Regions from separate parts of the Salmo salar genome. Here region 1 is linked to region 2. The links are chromatin contacts, called in public Hi-C maps. All regions are on one chromosome and are shown on one strand. The core of a region is the stretch at or near the end of the contact, and the rest is flanking DNA. Distances in the headings are between cores, read along the strand shown. Region 1 overlaps focad (focadhesin). Region 2 holds the start of LOC106577590 (histone H2A.Z).

Evidence for each region. Hi-C and Micro-C count contacts between places; a contact is called where the count stands out from the background.
Region 1: a contact with region 2 is called in a Hi-C map of muscle, with 4 times the contacts expected there. The contact joins the enhancer-like site here to the promoter of LOC106577590 in region 2. A contact is called at or near these places in 3 of 3 Hi-C or Micro-C datasets (blood, gill and muscle).

Annotation. Positions count from the first base shown.
Region 1 is chrssa18:59,646,592-59,654,323 of Ssal_v3.1, forward strand. focad (focadhesin) reads left to right here. Exons shown (of 43, transcript XM_014155781.2): 6 at 6,034-6,135; 7 at 6,453-6,696; 8 at 6,870-7,070; 9 at 7,648-7,732. Among protein-coding and RNA genes, the nearest start is that of mllt3, 21 kb to the left of the region's middle. Within about 2 kb of position 5,255, at least 1 of the 13 cell types and tissues checked has an H3K27ac peak or open chromatin away from gene starts, as enhancers often do.
Region 2 is chrssa18:59,566,801-59,574,668 of Ssal_v3.1, forward strand. LOC106577590 (histone H2A.Z) reads left to right here and starts at 1,599. Exons shown (of 5, transcript XM_014155778.2): 1 at 1,599-1,758; 2 at 2,037-2,114; 3 at 2,399-2,512; 4 at 2,640-2,769; 5 at 2,875-3,202. The coding sequence starts at 1,756. The coding sequence ends at 2,936.

The DNA.
Region 1 (7,732 bases), core at 4,005-6,504, 83 kb after region 2:
ATTTGGCTCACAGTAGAAACTTGACCCTTTTCAAATGCAATTATCTTGTTGTCTCCTTGTTTTAGTCAATTACAAAACTACAGTTAATAAACTTACAACATGTATAAAGATTCCTTTTCAACATTGCCAGCTCCAGAGAGTTCACACTACTTAGAAAAACACTATATTGTAGGGCTTCCCTCGTTCCCCTTTTCATGAAGGTGCTAGCAGCCACATGAGTGAGTGCAAGCTAGCTAGCAACCGACTGGAACATTTAAGCTAGCCAAAACCAACGACACAAACTAACAGACGATACAGTTACAAATAGTGAGTGGAGTTACACATGGGCTATACTAAACAAGCCTGAAGCCTCTTCTCACAGGATTTTTGACCTGGTTACATGTACATTGAACAACGCAGCAGCTTTTCGGGATGTTTTTTTTCTCTCATTCTGTATAGCAAAAAAATATTTTACCATGGGGGTGAATGGGAAAGAATGTTTGTTTCCCCCAAGTTGTGGTCAAGGGGAATTTCTTATTACGTGAATATCAACTCAGAGTATGTCTTAGTCTTTTGTACAGCAGTAGAAATGCTGTGATGATATCACAGTAATATGGGAGTACTTTTCCTTCTACTGCAATTATGGGGCTGTAGATCATGTCTGCGTTCCAAATGCCACCCTATTCCTTAGTGCACCACTTTTAACCAGGGCTGGTCAAAAGTAGTGCACTATAGGGTTTAATTTGGGACGCATAGAATTATTTCCCTGTGGAGAAATGCTAGGAAGTTAGTATACCGACCCCTTCCATAGGATTGTCCTCTGGCTGAGCCATCCTGCAGAGAATGATTAATATCTCATTTGGGTAACATCAACCTACTCCGATGGGTTGTTAAGGCCCAGCTCTGATTTAATTTCATAGTGGAGTGATGAACCATGTATCATGACACCTCAGCCGTCACCTAAGGTGTCAGGAATGAGGTGCAGGAGTTGTGGGGGGTAGGGTCGAATCGCGTCATAGTACAAAAGGGCCAGCGTCTACTGCCACTAGATGCTTCAATAGTGATCTGCGCAGCCATATAGTAAGCTGCACCTCGAGTCAGCTAACCAACATACAACTCTCCAAAACGGACATGGCTATTCAGGTTTTGAGAATGAATGGCTGTCAACCACCAAGGGTAGGGGAATCCTTCTGGGGACAAGTCCCGTGTAGCTTAGTTGGTAGAGCATGGCGCTTGCGATACCAGGGTTGTGGGTTCAAAAACGTATGCACTCACTATACTGTAAGTCGCTCTAAATAACAGCGTCTGCTAGATGGCAAAAATGTAATTGTAAGATTTACACAACTCTTAGCTACTGTATATCCAGGGCAGAAATTGATGCTTTTCTCAAAGCCTGTAGAGAGAATCCTCCCCCTCTCCCTCCCCCGTCCTCGTTTTCCCTACCCCAGTCTTTGATGTGGACCTCTGCCAAGATCCTGGGGCCCCGAAATCAGTTACAGAGTAGTGGGTAAAAACGCACAGATACAAGCTAGGCCTATCTTTTCTCTTTCTTTCGCCATCCCTCTTGTTTTCTCACACCATACCTGTATCTCTCTTTCTATACCCCCCCCTTTCTCTACATTTCCCTCAATTTTATTGTTACCTTTTCCCCTTCTTTACATCTCTTCTCCGTCTCACTCCCTGTTATTCCCTGGTGAGAAGATGAATGTGCCTGGGGCAGCAGGGTGGAGCCGCCGGGCCGACAGCCCTGCTCCGCCATTGGTGGATGCGCCTGGCTCTGCTGGGCGATTGTAAATGCTGCGGGATTAATGAAGAATGCCCACTAGGTGCCCATTGTTGACCGTCTGCCCGCCGCTGCCCCGCTCAATCTTCCACATAGACACTAAGCCACTTAACTACCCAGCGGGACCAGAAGGAGGGGGGTTTTCAGGCGGTCCGGTGCGAAAACGAGCGACATTCTCCCAGGATCACGTCCTGGATCTGTCTGTCTGTCACCATAACCTTGTCGGTCCCACCCAACCAGACAGGCTTCAGTTCAGCTGCATCTCCAGGGCGTCTGACGATTTCCGATTCCGACTTGGTGTGGCACTGAAGCTTGTATACATTTCTCCCGGTGAGGCACTGTCGTGTTTCCCTCACCCCAACCCCCATCTCCTTTTGTGTGTTCTGAGTTCATCTGGGAGTCAGCGTAACCTGCACACATTGCCAGACTGGTGGGTTCTTAAAATGACTGTTCAAAGTTAATTGGGCAGTTAAAGTTAGAATCCTTAATTATAACAGTAACAAAGTGTTCTCCCCATCCCTGTTTTGTAAAAAACAACTAAGATGGAGCTGGAGAAATGTAACTGCTCTCAAATTCATAGACAACGCTATGGATGCAAGGACTGACCATCCATTATATCAAAACTATAGTAAAAAAAATTTTTGGAGGCTTATCAGTGTTTCTTTACAAACTTTGGAGTAAAACAAAAGTATATTTTGGGTTCTGATGGGATACAACAGTTGAACTAAACTCATAAGACAAGTATATTTTACGCTACTGCTACTCTCTGTTCATCATATGCATAGTCACTTTAACCATATCTACATGTACCTACTACCTCAATCAGCCCGACTAACCAGTGCCTGTATGTAGCCTTCCTACTGTATATAGCCTCGCTACTGTTATTTTTCACTGTCTTTTTACTGTTTTTATTTCTTTACTTACCAATTGTTCACCTAATACCTTTTTTTGCTCTGTTGGTTAGAGCCTGTAAGTAAGCATTTCACTGTAAGGTCTACACCTGTTGTATTCGGCGCACATGACAAATAAACTTTGATTTGATTTATTCTTCAAGAATCAATGGGTACATATCATTCATTTCTAAGTTAAACATTTATTTTTTTAAATGCTGTATTTAAGGATTCTAGCTTTAAATGGACAGTTTAAAATGAGTGACTTTTTCAGACCTCAACTCGGGTGTCAAACTCATTCCACGGAAGGCCGAGTATCTGCGGGTTTTTGGACATAGACAACCTGGTTAGGGGAGTTCCTTAGTAATTAATGACTTTATTAATCTATCAAGTACAAGGGTGGAGTGAAAACCCGCAGACACTCGGCCGTCTGTGGAATGAGTTTGACACGTGTCCTATCTGGTCTAATGGGGGAGGTGTGTTCGTGTTGCACACCATCTGTTATGTGGGCTAGATCCAGCTGTTTGCCTCAATCACAAATGAATGGAAAAAGATAGGTATATCTAATTTCCAAAGCTTTTCTATTCATTATAACTTCAGCCATATAGCCTGGTATAGTGTATCTACACAACCAATGGCGTGGGATGTGGACTTCAAACCACTTTTAAAATCTGAAGACGACAAACTTTGATTTTAATACCCTGCTACCCTCCAACCCAGCGCCCTTTATTCTGCCACTGCCAATGAACTTGCAGTTCAACAATGGCAAGGTAGCAAGGTCAGTCTTGTCAGCTTCCTGCTCTCTCCATTGTCTGGCTGTGAAAGCAGGTAATGGTGGGTCTGTCTGGCCTGTCTGGAAAGAAAGAAGGCCTGATGGATAGGCTGCATTGAACTGGAGGTTGAGACGAACCACGGGGAACCTGAGGAGAGGGATAGAGAGATAGTCAGACAGATTACGCCATGGGACGTGGAGGGAAGGGGAAGGGGGAAGTAAAGGGAAGGGGGATGCTTTGTTCCGCAAGAGACTGTGGCAGGCAAGCTGGTCAGTCGAGAGAGAGAGAGGGGGAGAGAAAAAGAGGGAGGGAGAGAGAGAGAGACGTCCTTCCTCCGGTGTTGGAGGCACTCAGTGGCGCGTGCAATGATTGACGTGGGGCAGTGGTCAGAATCACGCCTGTCTGTCTGCAGGCAATGTCCCCCTGCCACAAGTGTGTTGTTTTAACCTGGGCCTTTGTCTTGTTCAAAGGCCATGTCCAATCTCTCTTGAAATGTAGACTTCAGGTTGGTTTACTCATTCAGATTCTAAAGAGTGGGATGCTATATCCTCGTTATGTTAATCCACGAATCACTTTTCATAAAAGAGTCTTTGCCCTCTTTCAGCTCCACCGATGTTCAGAGTTTACCCACTTTTCTTTAACCACTAAGACAGTCAACCATTTCCCACTTACAACTACTCTGCCAGAATCAGGACTGGAGTTTCTTTTCTGACGTAATTGAACGTCATTGTGGATTGTTGGGACCAGGAGCACCACGGCCCCTCTGTTCACCAGTCGGCCTGTGGCCAGATCTTAGCCTGGGCACAGTCTGCCTGACGCCAGCCCTGCCCCAACCCCCAGGTGGCAGGGGGAAGACTGGGATGAGGTTCGAGGGCAGGCATTAGCCTCGGAAGAGGCTTCTTTGGCTTTGGTGGTCCCCCTCATAATGTTTTTGTGCCCCCTCTCTTTTGTCGTCCAGTCTGACAGTAGATAAGGCAAGATCATGTTACAATGACAGCCAGGCCATTTAAAGGCATTGACAAGGACTTTGTTGGGTAGAGAGGTTTCCTATGTGAGCTGCTTTCTTGTCGGCCTAAACTCCATTAGCCTTTGCTTGAGGCATAGGACCTTTCTACATTAACCTTTCTGAAGCTTGGGGGTCAGAAGTGGATCCATTGTCCTGGAGGAATCTATGTACACTTTGGCCAGATCAGAAGAAGAACTTGTCTGCCAAGTTACACAGAGCTTTGTAGACTGAAGAAATTTGAAAGCCTCTGGTTATGCACATTTGTAAGGCTCAGCATGACAAAAAAGATCTGTTTAAAGATGGACTGAAAAGTAATAGCCCTATATTAAGACTATTTGGCTTTGTTTCCAACTAAGACAGATTCTTAGCTAATTATTACATCTAAATGTGACTATATATTGTTTGATGGATAGGTCACGTCTCGGTGAAACAATTTTGTGACAAAAGATTAAGCTGCTGACTGATATCTGACCTAATTCAGAGTTCTGTGGTCATTTTAGAATGTTAGTTGTATTTACGCAGCAGTCCAATTCAGGTCTTTTGGCAATTATTTGCATATCTGATACCTATCTAAACTGTATAAACATTAACAACAACAACAACAAAAAAACACATGGAATCTGATCTTTTGACTTCCAATTTATACCACTTCCATATGTGGATCTTAATTCTGATACAAACCCTATCCTCCATATGCGGCCTCTGTCTGGACGCTCAAATCATTTTTTTTTTTTTACTCCGATGTGTTTTTTTATTGCACATGACCTGCCGTTACCATGACAGCCACCAACTTTTTAAGGAACAGGGGCAGGAAATGAGCATTGCATCTGCGTGCTACGTCAGTGTGAATGCGCAAATCTGATATGGGTCAGATGTAAAACTGTGTGGAGGGTCAGAAAGAGATATCGGAAGAACATTTGCCTGAGAAACTCTTAGTCGATGAGGCCCAGATGCATCAGTCAGTCACACCCCTCTTCAAGGCCAGGCTTCTGCTAGACTCACTCATTCAGGGAAAGACTATAAGCACAACGAAGTGGCCATAATATCTACACTATTACCCACTGGCCTGTAATATAATGAAATATCTAAATAAGGGAACAGAATACATGAAACCAAATATCCAAATGATATGTTTTTTTATATATTCATGCGTATTTGTTGCATTAGCTTTCAAACTAAACTCCAGTGGACCGGCACTTTTCACATGGACGTGAAACCTGAAACCTTGATTGCTTTGCATTGGCCTTGTCAGCTAAATGAGACGAAGGAAGACAGATAAACAAATGGGATAATTGATTATGAATGATTGTTTATTTAAGTGTCTTTGCTGCCCAGACATATGGGCTTATAAGACGCTATGGTTGTGTCCCATATGCCTCCCTATTATCTACATAGTGAACTTCATTTGACCAGGGCCCATAGTGTTCTGGTCAAAAGTAGTGAATCACATAAGGAATAGGTTGCCATTTTGGGACGCACACTAATTTTTCTGATTTATTTACAGTGTGTGAGCAAACATAACTCATCTTCACACATTCATAGAGATTGCATACCTACCAGTAGCCCAAAGCAAAGCCAAACAAATAGATGAATATGTTACAGGAGCAGCCCCCATCCATACATCATCGTCTTGGAGAACCGTCCTGACTGCTGGCCCGTTCTGCTGCTGGAGATTGACGACTTCATCCAGCGGGCCGCTGACAGGTTAGCTAAAGGGTTTTCTTCCCTGGCCAGCCCCGGGAACCAACTAGAGGAGAGGCCGAACTGCTCGGCCTTCAAACATGTACAAGTCATCTGGTCGTACAGCTGGAGCGTCCTCCATAACTCATGACATGCTTGTCAGCTAGTTCACCTGTTTGATTTGTGTTCTTCTTCGAGGCGTGATATTATCTACTTTAAATATGCTTTAAAGTTACATTTTACTACATGGATGTGCAAGTTTATGTTTAACATAGATTTCTCCTGTCTGTGTGTGTGTGTGTGTGTGTGTGTGTGTGTGTGCATGCATATAACACGTGTAGGGGTGAGTCTGCGTACGTGACCATGTTGGCCCCCTTCCTGCGCTACCTGTACTGTGAGCCCCAGCGGCTGCCAGAGTACGCCCTGCTCAGACACAGCCTCCTCAGGGTCCTACTACCCCCACAGCCGGGGGATCACAACCAAGAAAAGAAGAAAGACCAGGAAAATGAAGAGGACCCGGGACAGAGCCCTGTGGTATGCCACAGCCTGGTTCGCTGTCTCTACGAGCTAGTTCCTCACATGCAGGTGAGACGAGATTGATTTTCCTTTTTGTTTCTTTGAGGAAACACACCATTTACAGTGTAGACATCAACCTGTGAACCCACTATGGCATAGCACAACACAGCACATGTGAAAGACACAACACAGCAGGTATGGTATGATCATTGACACGGCCTGTGTTATGTCTCCATCTTCAGGTGGACAGTGTGGAGGCAGTGTTGGAGCTGCGGGGCCTAGTCGAGGCCATGATCCCGACCCTGGAGATGGCCGACTGGGGGAGTGAGAGGGCCCGGCTGGCCCTGCAGCTGCTGTGTGCCTGTCAGCTAAGTCTGAAGCTTAGCGGAGACTGCAGACCACTACTCCAACTACTGCACCAGATCCTCCCCACCCGCACAGAGGTGAGCCAGCCGCGCAAGCCAAAGTACACCAGGGCTACATCTCAATAGTTTAAAATGGCTTCCTCACCTTGTCTTATCTCCTTCATCTGCACAGATCAGGAAGCAGTTTGTGTAGGTTCTAATGAGATCAGCCTCTTGCTTCACGCTCTTTCAGACGTTGCGCCGCTGTTTATGGTTATGTTATATTTCTGAGAAGGAAGAATCCCCAGCAAACCGTTTCCTCACAGACAGACACAAAGCACAGCAGCTCTTTAGCTTGTTTGTCTGCCTGTGGCTGTGGAGGTTTGTTAGGATTCTGTCGACAGCTCCCGCTCAGTGTATCCAGATCCACCTCGCTGTGCGATCCTAATCTCCTCAAAGCATTGGTTTGGGAGCACATACAGCTCCAAAGATTCCTCCGGGGGTCGGAGACTGAGAGGGAATCTTTTGAGCTCAGTGTGCTGCGCTTACGATCCCTGCGTTTTCGAGACCCCTCGGGGTTGGGATGTGTGTTTGTGTTGGGGGGGGTAGGAGGGGGTTGTCAGTTTGTATTCTCACTTCCTCGAAAGTGCGTGCGTGTGACTGTGTGTTTTTCCAGGAGTTCCCTGTGGAGGACATGATGGTGGGCTTGGCTCTGCTCCTTCTCGAGGCCTCAGCGTCCCAGCAGACCGGGCTGCTTACAC
Region 2 (7,868 bases), core at 349-2,848:
TTTTTCTACCTGGCTGGCTACACACACACAGTATGTAGGTTATTTACAGTAGGAGATGGGCTTCTATCATCTTATCTTCTATCATTCTATATGGGCTTCGTTCTAAAAGGTAGCTAGCAAATGTGAAACGGATTGCAGTGACAAGAGTTGACAGCTGTATGAGTTCACCATTTACACAACATATGCTGCAACCTTTTGTAATTTTAATCGTTTGCTTCATATTGGCTGGCTTCCAACAATAGCTGAATTTGCAAAGCTAGCGAGCACCAATTCAGTGGTGTTTGCTATAATCTTTGCTACCCGGGTTAAATAAAGGTGAAATTAAATAAATAAATAAAAGTTCCCTTGCGACAATTTAGCTTTTGCAACGAGACCATTAAATATATTTAAAACAATGGTAGAAGAGAGTGTAGTTCTGTTCAGTTTATCGCTAACCTTATCACAGGGACTTTGAAGCACTAACTTACATGCATGCTGATCTTGGAATAAATTGACGATAGCAAAGATTCCATCTTTGACGACGCCACATAAATGGAATAGGTACTAGCTAGCTTAATAGTTAATATTTGCGCGCTAGCTCTGCAAATTCAGCTAGGGTGTGTGTGAACCCTGGCTCGATTGACTGGATTAACCTCACGTCAGTTACGTGCATTGAGTGTCTTTCAGACAGTAGATACTAACACTCTGTTACATTGACAACTAAGGAACTGGCAGTGGATCAAACCATTGTGAGGCAAAAACGCGCTATCAAGTGTCTATAATCAGCACAATTGCTTTCATTGCGTATTATTAATATTATTTAAATTACATAGTTATGTTTACAGTGATATATTGGGGGGGACAAATCATATTTTTCCCAGGATGGGGGGGTCGTGTCCCCCCCGTCCCCCCTGGGATTTCCGCCCCTGGGAGGGTGGATCATGAGTGAGGGATTCTGAGAGGATCCCTGTGAATAGTAGATCTGTGCCAGAACAGAGGGATAGGCCAAGAAGTGATATATATTTCAGTAAGGTTAGCTTCTTAGCGTTCATAGCAATGGTTTTTTAACTGTACCGCAGAGACAGAAAATAGATGTTGTTGTGGCAGCTGCAGAGAAGTATTTCAGCGTACGAGATTTGAATTCAGAAGAATTACATGGTGTGTTGAGTGGTAGTGTCCTGTATTGGCAGGGGGTAGGATTAAAGTAGTGGAATAAGGTGGTGTGTTTTATTGAGTGTAGGGTTAGTTGGTAGGGTAATATTTGTATTTTCTTACATTTTTCCCTATTCCCGTTTTGTATCACAAACTGTAATGGATGTATACTATAGTTCAGTTGGGGGCGATAATGCAACATATTGGATGCCAACCGCGATTAAACCTCACCGAAGAAGAAGAAGAAGAACAAACTTTCAAAGACTTGGCCTTTATTGGTTGACCTGTCGTGATCTATTACCTGTTTGTTTTTTGCTGATGAAATTATTATGATTATTATAATAACATAAATTGAGAATAAAATAGAAACGACATTATCCAACATCCAGAGAAAAATGACGTGTCACATTTTCCCGCACAGTGAGCACTTTTGCATTGTGATTGGTTAAGCGCTATGACAAAAAATGAATTCGAGAGTTGATTGGCTGACTTCCTCCATGCAAAGTCCCGGATCAAGCTCCCCTTCATAAATTCATGGCAATCTGATGCGGAACTAGTTGTTCAAACTAGACAAGTGCTCGCCGAGGATCTGTGCAGCTGCAAATAGCCAGAACATCATATAAAATGGTATATATATTTTTTTACTCTTCGTTACTAAATCCATCACTTTATTCAACGGGTTTACCGTGAGAATTAGCACGTATTTGTGTTAGCTAGCAAAGGTAATTTTCTTTAGCTAACGTTGGCTAGCTAACTGACGTTAGCAATTTGAAACCCTTGGCATTGGCTGGTTATAATCAAAACCCCAACACGCGCTGTAGAATAAACAGGCTAATTACACACTGCTGTCTTGCAGCAATTGCTTAACACATTAAAATAACCCATACAATAAAACTGTATTTCAGGCTGGTGGGAAGGCAGGAAAAGACTCCGGGAAGACTAAGACAAAGGCCATTTCGCGCTCACAGAGGGCGGGTTTGCAGGTGAGTGCATTCATTCATTGCTTGCTAGCGCCAACGATAAACGTGTGGTAGTGTAGGCTAAATGTGTTAATTTGCGAACGATTTAACCGTCTAACAAATATTGTGGCGGTGAATCTATAATTCAAAACTACACAATTTTCTAAAGATCACACTGTTCGTAACCTGCTAACAATCTGCCAAGTAGGCTGGGGAGTCGCGCAAACCTTCAGTGTAATTTGCTCGCAACTTAATGATGGCTAGTTGGGTAAATAAATGCATATAACGTTTCCCGCCCTGTTTTTCAGTTCCCCGTGGGTCGTATTCACAGACATCTGAAATCCAGAACAACGAGCCATGGTCGAGTTGGCGCGACTGCAGCTGTCTACAGCGCTGCTATTCTTGAATACCTAACTGCTGAGGTAACGCATGTTCAAAACACTCACTTTCTTTTTTTTGCGGTTTATGACACAAAACCATGCAGTGCCATATATGCAATCGCAGTTCACTCGAGTCAGTGATATTGACCTGCAAGCTCTTGAACTTCAGGTTCTGGAGCTGGCAGGAAACGCATCAAAGGATCTGAAGGTCAAGCGTATCACTCCACGTCACTTGCAACTGGCCATTAGAGGCGATGAGGAATTGGATTCTCTCATCAAAGCAACCATTGCTGGTGGTGGTAAGTGCAGCAGTTGTATTGTTTCCCAGTGGTATTGTTATTGTACCACTTCCCTGTTTTATATTTCGTGTTTGAATCCACTGATCATTTGTTTCCCTCTTTCAGGTGTCATCCCTCATATCCATAAGTCACTGATTGGAAAGAAGGGACAGCAAAAGACTGTATAACCCTGCAAACAGTGGTGTGGGGTCATCTCAGGACATTCTGCTTCAATGGTTGAACAATGTTTTGCTTGGTAGAACTTTAGGACTTTTTAAATGTATGAACTTGCATCTACTCATCTGAGGAAAAGTGGCTTCAGAGAAGCTGGTTTTGATTTTTGGCTTTGTTGATACAACTGCAGTTGTGTGCTGTTTTTATTGTGTACATTTTGGCATACCAGTGGCATTTCCATGTTTGAAGTTGTATTTGAATAAAGCGCCACGGTATTGTGCATCTGTTCCTTGTTTATGTCTTTTAGTCAACATTTGTGCCCTATAAATGTGGTGTAGTCTACTACATGTCCCTGACTTGCAATGAGGGAAATGCTATAATTGCATCACCAAGCATGTTTATTCCATGGATGTTAACTTTTCCAGCTCCTTTGACAATATGACTAGGATTGTGGACTGATGCATGTTCATGTGCTGGCACAACCTTGAATGACATCAAATACCTTTTTTTTTTTAAGAGCACCCCGAGGTAGAAGTTTCATAGCCCATTAGTGGGCAATGGGCTGCTGGGATCTGAGCCCATGCCACTCTTCAATGTCCAAATCTTGATGGGACCATTATAAATTAGACATACTTGTTTCTGTAACTTTTGTTTCTGGCCTACAAATTACTTTTGACAAACAACTGTCTGTGCAGCCCTTCACTAATCTTTAAACCTTGTGGCCCTCGAGCTGAAATTATTCCCACCCTGATGTAGCCTCTGTCCAGGTGTTCCTAAAGGAGAAATTGTATGGGTGCACGATTGACATGCTTCAGGCAGTTGGGGCCTGTCACTGCATCAGAATCAGAAAGCTACCTATGCGGGAAAGGCTTTCTTGGTGAGCCTTCACATAGCAGAAATATTGCTGCTGTGAGTGACAAATGCATAATGGAAGCTTTCACTTCAAATATAAAACTTGTCAGTGGGATTTTTGTCTAATTTTTAACATGACTCCTTAAATGACAGCACATTTGTGCCACTCTCTTTACACAAAGCCCACTTTTGTTCTGAGTTTGATACATTGCATCAAACTACATGTTTTCTCAGTGGATTTATCTTTTTTTTGTTAATGTTTAACTGATGAATAGGTTCAGTTAAATTCAGCTCAATGTCTTCTGTCCACTAGGTGTCACTTGCGCCATGGAGTATGACAGTACTACCAGCATTCAGCCGTGGGATACATTTTTTTTCTTAAGCGACTGGTCGGTTGGAACATGATTACAATCTGTAGACTTCAAATTGACTGCAAGAAGCCCAAACAGATATTTGACAAACATTTCGAGCCTTGTTACATTTACGGTCACGTGTGTTATGTATGCGTGGGAACAGATTTCCAAAATAAAAACAACTTGGAGCTAATTTCCTGGTCTTTTATGTCCAACAATTAAAATGATAAATATAACTGGGCTGCTAGTTGGAAACCTGCAATAGCAGTTACCCACATGAGATTTTTGCATCTAATGAATACTTGTTTGAAAAAAAGGGATCACTTCTTGAATTGCTGATGAAGTTAAATGGAATCTACCAACACCTGAATGTTCTGTAGGCCTATCTGTATCTTTTCAGTCAAAGGCACCAAGTTGAGGGGGGGAAGAAAAAGGGATGTCAGTAGAAATCCTTTTTTGAGGAGTAACACTTTAATGACTAGATTTGCAGTGGGTTATGACAGGGGATGTCAGTGAGGTAACTAGACAGGTGTGCGGTATGACAAAGGCAGGCTTTGGTTTGAGTGCCGACGACATTTCTCACTAAGTTACTCACCTGAGGAGATACTGTTTGGAATACGGTTAGAGTGTTTTCTATCCAAATCTACTAATTATATGCATATTCTCGTTTCTGGGCAAGAGTAGTAACCAGTTTAAATCGGGTACGTTTTTTATCCGGCCGTGCAAATACTGCCCCCTAGCCCCAACAGGTTAATAATTGTTAAAAATTGGTTATAAACATGCACAATTCCAAGTTCCAATTTGACTTTTTCATAATGGATTATACAGTTTGGTGGCACCTTGCCATACACTAACTATGTCAAGAACTAAATAAACTAAATCATATTGACCACCTACCTCTTTCACCAACCTGGATTGTATTTACTAGGAACCAAACAGAAGCAAATTGAATGAAACAGGGAGGGACCTACCTGGATTTGTCCAATAGAAACTTGTTTTTTGTTGCTACAATATTGACTAATGAATAAACCCGGCTAATTTGAGAGTGGTTACAGCAATGTCCATTGGCATTCTTTTTGTTCTTGATTGATAAGAAACTTGGTTAACTTGAACATGCTCAAACAAGGAGATAATTTGTAGGGTCCATCTCATTGCACCTGTTGGCAGGGTTGGTAAGGTTACTTTCTAAATGTAATCAGTCAGTTACCTGTCAAATGTAATGTAACATTTGGTTTACCCAAACTCAGTAACGTAATCGGATTACTTTCCTTTACTTTTGGATTACTTTCCCCTTAAGAGGCAGTAAATGAAGACGAAAAGGTTCCATCAAACACATTTGGTGTGTCATCATAGTGGTCTCTGACTTGTGGTCAGACTCGCTCAGCTGGAACAAACAAAAGCTTTTTCGATGCAGACTTTAATGTCATTGAGAAAACGAAAGGTGTCAATGTATTTTTTCACCTTTCTGAATTTAAAAGTAATCCTAGAAGTAATGATCTATTTTTTTCAAAAGTATGTAATCTAATTACAATATTATTACAGTTACAGTTTAAAAAAAAAAAATCAGATTACAAAAAAACTCCCCAACCCTGCCTGCTGGGCCATTGATGGGATGGCAGCTCCTCTCATAGCCACATCAGTGTGCCCTCCAGCACCCTGCACTTCAAGAAGGATTGCCTACAATCTTCCAGGTCCCAGAGTTTCAACTGATTCATTAACAGCAATGAGCACAGACAGGCACCCTCATTTCTTTAAGGGCATGCCAGATAGCCTGGAAACTGCCGGGATCACAAGTGATATGATCATATATTTTCTTCTGTCAAGGCAGGAATAAGAAGAGTATGAGTTGGAGAGCTGTCTGTCAGCCTGTGGGCATGACAGCATGGCCTGTTGGCCCCATGATTCAGCCTGGTGAGATTGGTGAGGGTATAGATGAGGTGTGGATTGTCTAGGCTTACTAGTGGAGGGTGGTGGAGGCAGAAATAGGAAGGACAGGCTGATTGGCGTTTACATATTTGCTGTTGAATAAAATGGCCAGATCAAAAGGTTTGTTCACAATCTCACTGGGTCATTGAAGACCAAGTCCCATACTACACCTACGCTGAGTAAGAAGCATTTTACTGTGGTAAGTTATCGTTAGACCACTATAAGAACATTAAAGTATATGTACTCTCTTAAATAGCTAATCCTCAATTGTCATCTGATTGGCCTATTGATTGTTTATTTTGTATCTGTGATGAAAACTTGTTGGCTAATGAGTCTTTTCCTCGATCAAGACCATTCCAGTCCACACAGTTCACAAACCGAGAACCGGGCCAACAAAGCACCACAGCACTCAACCATTAAGTCAATTAAGATGAGAAAGAAAGGGGTCTCTGCCGTTCATTTGTTTTCAATTAGTTTGCAGAAAATAAGCAGTGCACACCTTGAGGCTTTAGAGTCGGGTTGCCTCCCAAATGGCACTGTATTCCCTATATGGTGCACTACCTTCCACCAGGGTCCATAGGGCTCTGATAAAAAATGGTGCACCAAATAAGGAATAGGGTGCCATTTGGGACACACCCATTATGTTTCCCTACACCCTGCTGGAAACTATCCCCCACATCTTGGGCCTTCAGAGAGGGACAGGGAGTATTTCAGGTTCATGACGCTTTAATGGAATGTGCATATCAGCATGTCATCACGAGATTATGGGAATTTACTACTGACAATGGAGGAAAATGTTGCTGTGCAAGACAAAGTGATTTCCTTTGAACTCTTATGAACCTTTGAATCCAGTATTACAGAACTGATATTAAATTATACTATATATTATATAGAATATATTTATACAGTATATACAACATATTATACATTTTTAAACAGGAGTAATTGAATAGGTTAAGTAGACTTGTATTAGAGTTGAATAACCTTTTTTATTTTATTTTTTGAGAGTGGTTACAGTTTTACAGTTTTGCGACTACTTATCCTGGTGTTAAAGCGCATTGTTAATATTTTATAACTGACAAAATAATGCCACATAAGCTGAATATATTTACTCTCCACATGAAAATGTTTTGCCTGCATAAATACCATATTATAAAATCTCCTTCCACAACACATCTTGAGGGAGCTATGCTTACCGGTTAGTAAAAAGCTATGTGTCGTTTGACAACAGTTGGGAAAGACGGTCAACAGGCATACTGAATTCAAGATTTGTTTTTCTTTTCCTCTTTCATGTTCAACACTTTGGTCTGTTTGGTGGCAGGTGGCTGGCTGGTAGCGTTTGAATGCTGAGCAGGTCAGGTTCTACTGGTTTCAGTCTCCCTGGTACCACCAGCAGACTACACACTAAATCCAACTCACCAGAACAGACATACAGCAGTATTAGAGAGCAGATCTGTAATCTGTTTTCAGAGGATAAGATTCCATTGAAAGTTGGAGTTCAATAGATTTGTCCAGTTTTTTCCCTTATGTGTGTCCCCCCCTCTCCCTCCTTTCCTGTGGGGTTTTGTGGCAGGGTATTGTGTGTGTGTGTACATGTGTGTTTGTGAGGGAGAGTGTCTGCGGGCTCACACAGACTGGGGTGGGCTGCCAGGGGTCACGGCTCACTGGTCCTCCTAGAGAGAGAAAGAGAGACAGTGCCAAGCCCCACCGAAATCAAAGACCAGGTTTAGGATTGGGACTCGTTCCAAAAAAGCTGGACTCATTTGAAGGGATGGAGCAAGGTCTGGGGTTGGAAGAAGGTGGGAGGTGCCAGGA